Regions from separate parts of the Mus musculus genome. Here all the other regions are linked to region 2. The links are chromatin contacts, called in public HiChIP or PLAC-seq maps. All regions are on one chromosome and are shown on one strand. Each heading gives the region's core, a stretch centred on a gene start, on an enhancer-like site or on the middle of the called end of the contact. The rest is flanking DNA. Distances are from core to core; before and after follow the strand shown. Region 1 overlaps Liph (lipase, member H). Region 2 holds the start of Tmem41a (transmembrane protein 41a). Region 3 overlaps Map3k13 (mitogen-activated protein kinase kinase kinase 13).

What was found. HiChIP or PLAC-seq counts read pairs in DNA pulled down with a chosen protein or histone mark.
Region 1: an H3K27ac HiChIP or PLAC-seq map of embryonic stem cells shows a contact between it and region 2, with 8 read pairs. The contact joins the enhancer-like site here to the promoter of Tmem41a in region 2. A contact is called at or near these places in 7 of 39 promoter capture datasets (the 3T3-L1 cell line, HPC-7-derived erythroid cells, hematopoietic stem and progenitor cells and 4 more), 9 of 484 Hi-C or Micro-C datasets (the N1E-115 cell line, Th1 cells, cerebral cortex and 6 more), 12 of 115 datasets of contacts at active chromatin or transcription factors (the SCID.adh cell line, double positive thymocytes, embryonic fibroblasts and 7 more) and 3 of 9 other capture datasets (adipose tissue, liver and pancreatic islet).
Region 3: a contact with region 2 is called in an H3K27ac HiChIP or PLAC-seq map of embryonic stem cells, with 33 read pairs. The contact joins the enhancer-like site here to the promoter of Tmem41a in region 2. A contact is called at or near these places in 1 of 39 promoter capture datasets (neural stem cells), 1 of 15 datasets of contacts at CTCF or cohesin (the NIH/3T3 cell line), 2 of 484 Hi-C or Micro-C datasets (embryonic stem cells and nephron progenitors), 7 of 115 datasets of contacts at active chromatin or transcription factors (the HPC-7 cell line, the SCID.adh cell line, embryonic stem cells and 2 more) and 2 of 9 other capture datasets (adipose tissue and pancreatic islet).

Annotation. Positions count from the first base shown.
Region 1 is chr16:21,986,540-21,989,729 of GRCm38.p6, reverse strand. The region is part of intron 1 of Liph (lipase, member H); the gene reads left to right. Among named protein-coding and RNA genes, the nearest start is that of Liph, 7.4 kb to the left of the region's middle. Within about 2 kb of position 1,624, at least 13 of the 459 cell types and tissues checked have an H3K27ac peak or open chromatin away from gene starts, as enhancers often do. A contact at or near this core is called in embryonic stem cells and trophoblast stem cells, where this site is marked.
Region 2 is chr16:21,946,154-21,949,344 of GRCm38.p6, reverse strand. Tmem41a (transmembrane protein 41a) reads left to right here and starts at 1,793. Exons shown (of 5, transcript NM_025693.4): 1 at 1,793-1,977; 2 at 3,191. The coding sequence starts at 1,859.
Region 3 is chr16:21,907,422-21,910,544 of GRCm38.p6, reverse strand. Map3k13 (mitogen-activated protein kinase kinase kinase 13) reads right to left here. Exons shown (of 13, transcript NM_172821.3): 7 at 1,771-1,880. Among named protein-coding and RNA genes, the nearest start is that of Map3k13, 17 kb to the right of the region's middle. Within about 2 kb of position 1,519, at least 37 of the 459 cell types and tissues checked have an H3K27ac peak or open chromatin away from gene starts, as enhancers often do. A contact at or near this core is called in embryonic stem cells and epiblast stem cells, where this site is marked.

The DNA.
Region 1 (3,190 bases), core at 375-2,874, 41 kb before region 2:
ATATGCAAAGGGGCCTGAGCTGGGCCTTTTAAAAGTCAAAACTAATAAATGGGCTGGAGAGATGGCTCAGTGGTTAAAGAGCACTTGTTGTTCTTCCAGAGGTGTGAGATTTGGTTCCCATCACCCACATGGCAGCTCATTTTTATTTGTAACTCCAGTTCCAGGGAATCTGACACCCTCTTTGGGCCTCTATGAGTACTAAACCTGCACATGATACCCTCATAAAATGTTTTGCAAATAGGAAAAAAATTAATAAACAGTAAGTTTAGTTTTGAACTAGGCATGGTGTTACACTCCTCTAACTCCAGGACTAGAGGAGGCTGAGGCAGAAGTATCCTGAGTTTGAAGCCAGCCTGGATTGTATAATGCTACCTTGTCTCAAAAATCCAAACCAAGGGAACTAGTGAGATGGCTCAGTGGTTAAAAGCACTTGCTGCCAAGCCTGGTAACCAGAGTTCCACCATAGTGGGAGGAGAGAGCCAACTAATGTGCCTTCTTACCTCCACACAATGATACACATGTCCTGTGTGCCTCATTGGTGTAATTAAAAAATAATCAAACCAAACCAACCAACCAAACGAAGAAACCACAAACCCAAGAGCTCTATTGACAGGAGTACAGTTGATGGATCCAGGGAAGGAGGGAAGAGTGGGCAGGAAGACCTCCCAGCATGCTTTGGGGCTGGGCCCCGAGAGAGGAAGGGTTAGAAAGACTGGGTAGAGCAAACATCAGTCCCAACACAGTTCAGGGACTATTTCAGACAGATTGATGGTGAACCCCTAAGACCAAGTGACTTGTGAGTGGACAGCCTCCATGGGATAGAGGTGTGTCTTACTCACTGTTCTATTGCTGTGAAGACACCCCATGGCAAGGCAAGTCTTATAAAAGAAAGCATTGAAATGGGAGCTTGCTTACAGTTTCAGAGCTTAGTTCATTATCATGGCAAGAAGCATACAGGCAGTGTTGGAGCAATAGCTCAGAGCTTTATATCCTGATCCACAGGCAGCAGGCACAGAAAGGGGGGAAGGAGGGAGAGAAGGAGGGAGAGAGAGAGAGAAAGAGAGAGAGAGATTGGACCTGGCATGCATGAACTTTTGAAACCTTAAAACCCACCTCCAGTGACACATTTCCTCCAACAAGGTCACACTTCCTAAACCTTCCCAAATAGTTCACCAATTGGGGACTAAGCATGCAAATAGCCAGTTGGGACCATTTTCATTCTAATTCCACAGGATATGCTATTTCAGTGTAAATGAATTCCAAAATAATCCAGAAACGACAGGTATAATTTCTTCTGTTTCAGATAAGCTATGATAGATGGGGTTAAAGGGCAGGCAGCCTGCCAGGTGGCATGGTGACGTCCACTGAGCTTTCTACAGATTCCCCACCCCCACCCCCCTGTAGCAAGTTCTCATTATAGCCTTCAGCTCACTAGCTTCCTGTCCTCAAGGACCCAGGGGGAATATGTGGCTTCTAACCCATAGGTCTACAGTTCAGGGCTCCTAAGGTTAACAGACCTAGTAGTTAGGTAAAGAAACATCTGACTTCCCCAGGATGAGCTCATTCAGGGTTAATTCCAGCCACATTCCTCTCTTGCACACATCCGCAGCACGTGAAAAACAACACTACTTTCCAGGCCATCCGTGTAGGTCACACAGACTGGAACAAAAGGTAGCTTTAGCTGGGAGGTGGTGGTACACGCCTTTAATCCCAGCACTTGGGAGGCAGAGGCAGGCAGATTTCTGAGTTCAAGGCCAGCCTGGTCTACAGAGCGAGTTTCAGGACAGCCAGGACTACACAGAAAAACCCTGTGTTGAAAACAAACAAACAAACAAACAAACAAAACAAACAAAAACAAACAACAGCAAAAAAACCCAACAACAACCCTCCTTAGTTTTACAGATGGATAAGACCCAGAGAGCTTGGGACCCCATTCCACACCTCTGGGACTATCAGATGACAAATTAGATCATGAGCTATTGCTCTGGGATGGGTTTTCTAAGCTGACTGACACATTTTCAGGAAGAAGAAGTGAAGGGTGACATGGAAGTGTTGACCTACTACAGGACCATGCCTGACTATACCAGCATCGATGCAGGGCCCAGAACATTGTGTATGACTTTACTATTATTGTGATTCATGCCATGACCAAAAGTACCCAGATGTCTCTAGATAGTTAGGTTCTTAAGTTTCCATTGAGAGAAGTCAGAATAGGTGTGTCCCAAGGTTCCCTGCCTTTGGGGGACCTGTCGGAAGTTAATGTCCTTCCCCTTCTGTTCCATCCCTGTCCCCTTAACTTCTCCCTAGCATTAACATCACCCTAGGGGATGCTCCCCAGCTTGGTGTTGGGGCTGCGCTTCACTTTCTACAGAGCTGTTCTCCCTAAGTGAAGCCAAGTGTGGGATGGTGGCATACAGAGTGGCTTTCAAATATTTCTATTTAAAATAATGCAATTCTTGGGCTGGTGACATGGCTCAGTGGGTAAGAGCACTCGACTGCTCTTCCGAAGGTCCTAAGTTCAAATCCCAGCAACCACATGGTGGCTCACAACCATCCGTAACGAGATCTGACTCCCTCCTCTGGTGTGTCTGAAGACAGCTACAGTGCACTTACATATAATAAATAAATAGATCTTTTTTAAAATATTGCAATTCTTGATCGTTATGTTGTGTCTGGAAACTAGAATTGTCACCCGTATTTGCCATTTTTGCCTTTTCTCTCTCGGTGGCTGGAGTTGGATGCAGGGCCCTGTGCATGTGTGTTCCATCTCTGAGGAGCTCCCTAAAGCCTCTGTAATATTGCAAAGGTCCAAAGGTCCAAAACCAAGGGCCTCAAAACTCTTCATTTAACTCTTGCATCTTAACATACATCCACATATATTTTCCTTTTCTTTAAATTTGATTTTATATTTTTGTTGTATTCCTCAGTGTATGTGTGTTCACCATATGCATGCAGTAGCCAATAGAGGTGAGGAGAGGGTTTCAAATCTCCTGGAGCTAGTCACAGGTGGTTAATATAACACATGTGGGTGCTGGGAACTGAGCCTGTGTCCTCTGTAACAGTCTGTGAGTGCTTTTAACCACGGAGCCATCTCTCTAGCCTCCACATTTTTTTTTTAAATGTGCATGAATGTTGCTGTGTGTATATATGTATGTGTACTGTGTGTGGGTCTCCTGCCTATGGCAGAACC
Region 2 (3,191 bases), core at 544-3,043:
TAAAAAGGTAAAACATGCCCCCTTATCCTTCTCATAACAACTCATAGTACATTCTGCTTGTTCAGTTCAGTTCTGTTCTGTTTTGTTTTGTTTTTTTGAGACAGGATTTCTCTTGTGGCCCTGACTGTCCTGGAACTCACTCTGTAGATTAGTCTGGCATTGAAATCAGAGATCTGCCTGCCTCTGCCTCCTGAGTGTTGAGATTGAAGGCGTGCACTATCCGCCACCCCACCCCTTCTTCCCGGCTCTCACAGTACATTCTTAATTTTGAAACTTGTTTGACTCTTAGTCTCCCTGCTCTCCGTGCCATAACTGAATCTTAGTTCCTATCTATGGGGGCCCTTCTACTCAAACCACGACACGATACCAGCTCAGAATATGTAAAACTGCCCCTTAACCTCCGAGTCCTGAGATGATCGACATTTGGGTTGCTCCCAGTCCCTTGATATCAAAACAAGGCCAAGCATATTTGTGGGTTCAGTTCTTGGATGTCAACTTGCTAGGTCTTTGATGCATGCTCCCTGTTTGAACCAAAGAAGTGCTCTGAAGTGCTTCATGCCTTTTGACTCTGAAGAACTCACCCAATGGGTCGGTCCTATGTGCTGTCACTTCTCATCCCCACTGTGCAGCCTGTCCCTTTTGCCCTGTTCCCACTGCCGTGGTCCTTTCCGTCCCTCCCTCCCCGCAACCTGAGGTATTTACTGTTAACTTGGAGCCTACTCTAACCACTTGCTCTGACATTCTCAAAGGAGAACGGACACTGTCCCTCCTTTTCTCCTCCTCCCTGTTTTTTGAAGACAGTTTGTCACTGTAACCCCAGGCTGTCTTCAGTCTCCATTCTGCCTCAGGGTTCCATGTGCTGGGACTGCAAACACACAACACGATGTCTGCCTAGCAGAATGGTTCTTACTGAATGCTGCCAGGCTCATCTCCCCACAGTTTCCTGGGGTCCCTTGCCCAAACTATCTTCTAGCACTCTCCAAGTGGACAATAGCCATTCATTTCTCCCAAACCTTCGGCTTCCCTGAAGGTTGCCTTACTTAGGGCCATCTCACTTGCCCCTCTGCTTGCTCATCCAGAGAGTAAACGCAGTGCTCACCTCTTTCAGACTCCACACAGTGCAAGGACCACACTAGTTTTGGAGTTTTGAATCTGGGTTTTCTTTTTGAGAGATGTCATTCTCACTACCCGGCTACCCTGCCCCTTTCTGAATTTTTGCTTAGTATTTAAAGATGACTGAACCCTGGGCCTTCCTTCTCTTCAAGTGCTGGGGTCAGTCACATGAACACCATGTCTAGCACCACAGACTCTTTCTAAGACTCAGATGTGTGTTACAGCTAGTGTGTGCACGCTAGCTCCTACACAAGAGTTATGGCAGTAAGCGTTTTCATCCGTTGAGGCACACTGAAATGTGTTTATGAGTACTGGGGATAATGAGCACACTTCAGGTACTGAATAGAAGGCATGTCTGTTTATTTCTGTGGTGGTCATTACCTTCTTTCCACAACCATCGGTGTCAGTCTCACATTTGTTGGCTTCATTTGCTTTGTGGGACAGACTGTGGACAAGACTGACCGCCATGCTGCAAGCTAGGTTGTGGCAGGCTCACAACTCAGCCCCAGATCTCCCAGCTCTGTCACAGGGAAGGCGTTGGAGGTGTTCAGTGTAGAGCCAGCAGGAGCACTTTAGACTAGAGCGATCAGTCCCTGGCGGGGGCGGGGCCTGCGGCGGGCCGAGGGCGGAGCTTTGCGAGGGCCACGCCCTGCCCGTCCAAGAACGCGCTCCGCCCGCCCAGTCGGCGCACGGGGAGGGCTCTGCGTTGCCACGGGGGGAGCGCGCTCTCCGGCCAGGCCGCGGCATGCGCGCGCTGCTCGGCTTGCTCCTCGTATTCGGAGGCTGCACCTTCGCATTATACCTGCTCTCCACGCGGCTGCCCTTGGGGCCGAGGCTGGCGGCGGCCGGGGAGCCCGAAGGCCGGTGAGAGGGAGGACACCGGGCGGTGGCCTGGGAGGAGGTCGGAGGGTTGGCAGTGATGCCTCGGGGGCCCTTGCACTTCTCTGCACACGCGGTCGCCTTCCAGCCCCAGCCATCTCGGCTACCGTGGCTCTCCTTCCTCAACCCAATTACCACAGCAGCCAGTCTTCAGAGGTGCAGCCCGGACTTGGAGTGACGAGGCTATGATCCAGTTTGCCCTCTTCCTGCCTGTCTCTGCTTCCCATGACAGCTGGGCGAGGCAGAAGGCTTGTCGGTCGGGTTTCCGACTGCTGCTTATTACTTTGAAAGTGCATAGAGTGTGTCTGGCACGTTGCCGCATTACCAAGAGGCGTTAACTGCATTCGAGTTGTTTTCAGTTACCATTGTCTTTTTGTGGAGCTGAAAAAACTCTCTTGTGGATGTCAGAGGTACTCATGAGAACTAGGAGGGGCTTGCTCATAGTTTATCTCTGCTGGAGCAAAGAACTGTTGAGATGGCAGAGGCAGGGTAGTCTTTGTTCTGTGACCTTTGGACGGGATCCACGGTGTACCAGGCCTAGCGCAGGGTGAAGAGGGAGGCTCTCGGAAAGGGTTGGCCTCCAGCCATGTTATCAAGAAAGCTGTATTTATTATGATGGGAGGTATGTGTCCACGGGGATTCTTTTAAAGTGATGAAATTGTTGTTTTTTGCCTAGTACATCTGGGTAACATGCTGTCTAAATAGTTGTGTGTTTGCTTGGGAGAGGGTCTCCTAGAAAGGACGGCAATTCATGATGATATGCAGTTGCCTGGAGATGAATATACTTGTGTCTTCGGACAAGATAAAAAGAGACCGAGGATGCAAGTCAGTGCTGGAGCCGATGCTCTCAGCATGGTGGAGGCTGTGGGGTTCCATCTTAAAACCCCTAAATAAGTGAAGAGGGTGTGTAGTGGTTATCCAGCACCAGACCCTTTTTAGGCAAGGAAAACAAGACCCGTGGTCACTCCAAGGTCACACAACAGGAACACTGTAGAGTGAGGGTGCCAGCCCAGGGCACTTGTTCCCACTCCAGGGCTCTCCTGTCTGCCTCTGTTGTTTTATCTTGGGTCAGCTGTCATCTTGAGTTCTTTCAATGTCTGGTGGCCAGATGACCTGTTTACAAACTTAACTCTGCAAGGAAGACACACTTCGAACTTTCTCTGGAACCCACGCCTCCACCTGATTTCCCAAACTCTAGG
Region 3 (3,123 bases), core at 270-2,769, 39 kb after region 2:
GTGCTCTAAGACTCTCTGTGGTAAAGGACCCTACAGGTGGGAAACAGTTGAGAGGCGGTAAAGAGTTACACATGAAGGAAGCTATGTGTGTGGGTGTACATGGACCATGGTGTCCATGTGGAGGTCCAAGGTCAACCTCAGCTGTCGATCCTCACCTAGTGCTGAGCAGGGGTCCCTGCTTGCCTCTGCACTGCACACCCCAGGCTGGCTGACTCAGAAGCTTCTGGGAGCCTCCTGTCACTGCCTCCCATCTTGCCCCAGGAGCTCTTGGGTCACAGCTGCCATGGCCTGCTTTGAATGGGATCTGGGAATTCGAATTCAGTTCCTCATACTCCTGTGGCAAGACCTTGTCACTGAACCATTGCTAACTACAGGGTAAGCTTCTGTTGTTCATATGTTAATCTTTTTATTTTTTTCTTTTGTTTTTTTGTTTTTTGTTTTTTGTTTTTTTGAGACAGGGTTTCTCTGTATAGCCCTGGCTGTCCTGGAACTCACTTTGTAGACCAGGCTGGCCTCGAACTCAGAAATCCGCCTGCCTCTGCCTCCCGAGCGCTGGGATTAAAGGAGTGCGCCACCATGCCCGGCTTTTGTTAATCGTTTTTGTTGTTGTTGTTGTTGTTAATCATTTTTTTTTAACTCACACGAAAGTTGTATGTATTTACAAGGTACCAAGTGATATTCTGATATATGTATTTGTTGTACAGTGTTCCAATCAGGGACTGGAGAGATGGTTCAGCAGATAAATGCATGTACTGGATAAATGCTCTTCCAGAGGACCGGAGTTCAGATCCCAGCACCCCATCAGGTGGCTTACAACCACCTGTGCTCCAGGACATGTGATACGCCTGGCCTCTGTGGGCGTCCACACTCATGTGGTCATACACAGACTCAAATATAATTTAAAATAATAAAAGTGGGAAAAAATCAGGGTAACCATGGTAGTCTCCTCCAACAATGATCATTTCTTTATGCTGGAAATATTCCAAATCCGTTCTTCTAAGCTTCTTTAATTCAAAATTAAAAAAGAAGAAGAAAAAAAGAAATCCCAAAGTTTAAGTGTGGTGGCTCGGGCCTACAATCCTCGTATCCAGGAGGCAGAGGAAGGCAGGCTCCAGTGATTTCTAGCAGCATAATCTACATACTAAGACCCAAGCTAGCAAGGACCACACAGAGAGACCTTGCCTCAAATAAGCAAACAAACGACTCCGAGTGAGGGAGGAAGCGAGGTGAGCTATTAAGCTATTATCTTTACCTGTCGTGACGAGAATTGAAGAACTTTCTTCTAATTATAACAGCATCCATTAGTCAGCTTCTCCCCCCTCCCCCGCCCATCCCTCTGCACAACCTCCCAGTCTACAGCAAGCACCATCCTAGTCTCTGCTTCTTTGAGATCAGCCTTTTCAGACTCCCCGGGAAGGCCAAATCTGAGCAACTGAGAAAGCTAGGGGAAAGATGAGGGAGAAGGAAGTGGCGATTCACCAGTGTTCCTGCTCATGTCTGAACCTTAGGGTGAGAAGAGGGGCGGGGTCAGCTGACCTGAGCACTGGGGTGAGAAGAGGGGCGGGGTCAGCTGACCTGAGCACTGGGGTGAGAAGAGGGGCGGGGTCAGCTGACCTGAGCACTGGGGTGAGAAGAGGGGCGGGGTCAGCTGACCTGAGCACTGGGGTGAGAAGAGGGGCGGGGTCAGCTGACCTGAGCACTGGGGTGAGAAGAGGGGCGGGGTCAGCTGACCAGAGCACTGGGGTGAGAAGAGGGGCGGGGTCAGCTGACCTGAGCTCCTCCCTGCGCCGGCGAATCAGTTCTTCATCTAATCGGTGTATACAGGTCCCTTCACTTTTGATTTTCTCAAAATGTTTCTTCACTTCTTCTCTCCATTCAGCCTGAGTGAGGAAAGTTTAATTTTGTGAATGTTGTAGTTTCCTTCCCTGACGGGTCCATAGGACCGTGTGCAAGGCATTTCCTTCTGTGCCTCTGCATGCTTTCCCCAAACTTCCTACAAGAGCTCCGGCAGGGGAGTGCCAGAAGTGCCAAATCAAACCCCAAACATCCCCACCCCACCCTCTGTCCTGACACAGTGCTGTCTCTTTTCCAGTTTCTCCACAGCAGTGGCCATCAGAACAGCACAGGGTACAGTGATCTGGACAAAAGTGATCAGCTGACGGCAAGGGAGTATGGAGGCAGAAAGAAAGTCCTGCTGACGGAGGTTCACAGGTCTGGGAGGTTCTGAGTCATCTTCACGTCCGCTGTCACACTGGCTTTGCTTAGGACAAAAACCCAAGAGAAGCTCAGAAGCCCAGCATCCCAGAGAGACACAGCCCCTGCTTGCACTGTTAGGAGTCCCATGAGAATGTCAAGTACACAACCATGACACATACGGACAGGTCAGACCTACATAGGCCCCTGGGAGGCCCTGTGAGCTCTGCTTAGTTGATTCTGTGGGCCACGTTCTCGTGGTTTCTTCAACCTCCCTGGCTCCTACAATTCCTCCTCCCTTTCTCACTAGGATTCCCTAAGCTCCGTCTAATGTTTGGCTGTGGGTCTCTGCATCTGCCCCTACCCTAACATTTATTTTTGCATTTAATTTTTAGTCAATAAATATATGTAATAAACTGTCTCTTCTGACAATAAATCTTTGAAATAATATTGGGAGCCACTGCAGAGATGGAATTCGAGTCAGAAAAATTCATTTTAGAAACTTAATAACATTAAGTGAGAAAAAGCCATATGTCTACTATGAAAGTTAGTACTAATGGTTCAGTTCTAAGCTGGGCCCGTGGTGCCGGCCTACAAGCCCAGCTATTTAGATAATGAGGCAGGAAGAATCCCATGTTCAAGATCTGTCTGTGCTATAGAGGGAGTTCAAGGCCAGCCTGGGCAACTTAGCAAGACCTTGTATAAAAACAAAACAAAATAAAACAAAACACCAACAATAAAGTCTAAGGTAGAGCTGGTGGGAGAGTGATTGCCCAGCACCTGAGAGGCCCTAGGTTCCACTGCTAGTGCTGCCACGATGATGATGATGATGATGATCTTGTACACACAGAGGGATTAATTACCACTATGCCTTGTGATCATGCCCGTGTCTGGCTAGGGATAGGAAACATTTCCTCGTCTCTGCTCGCT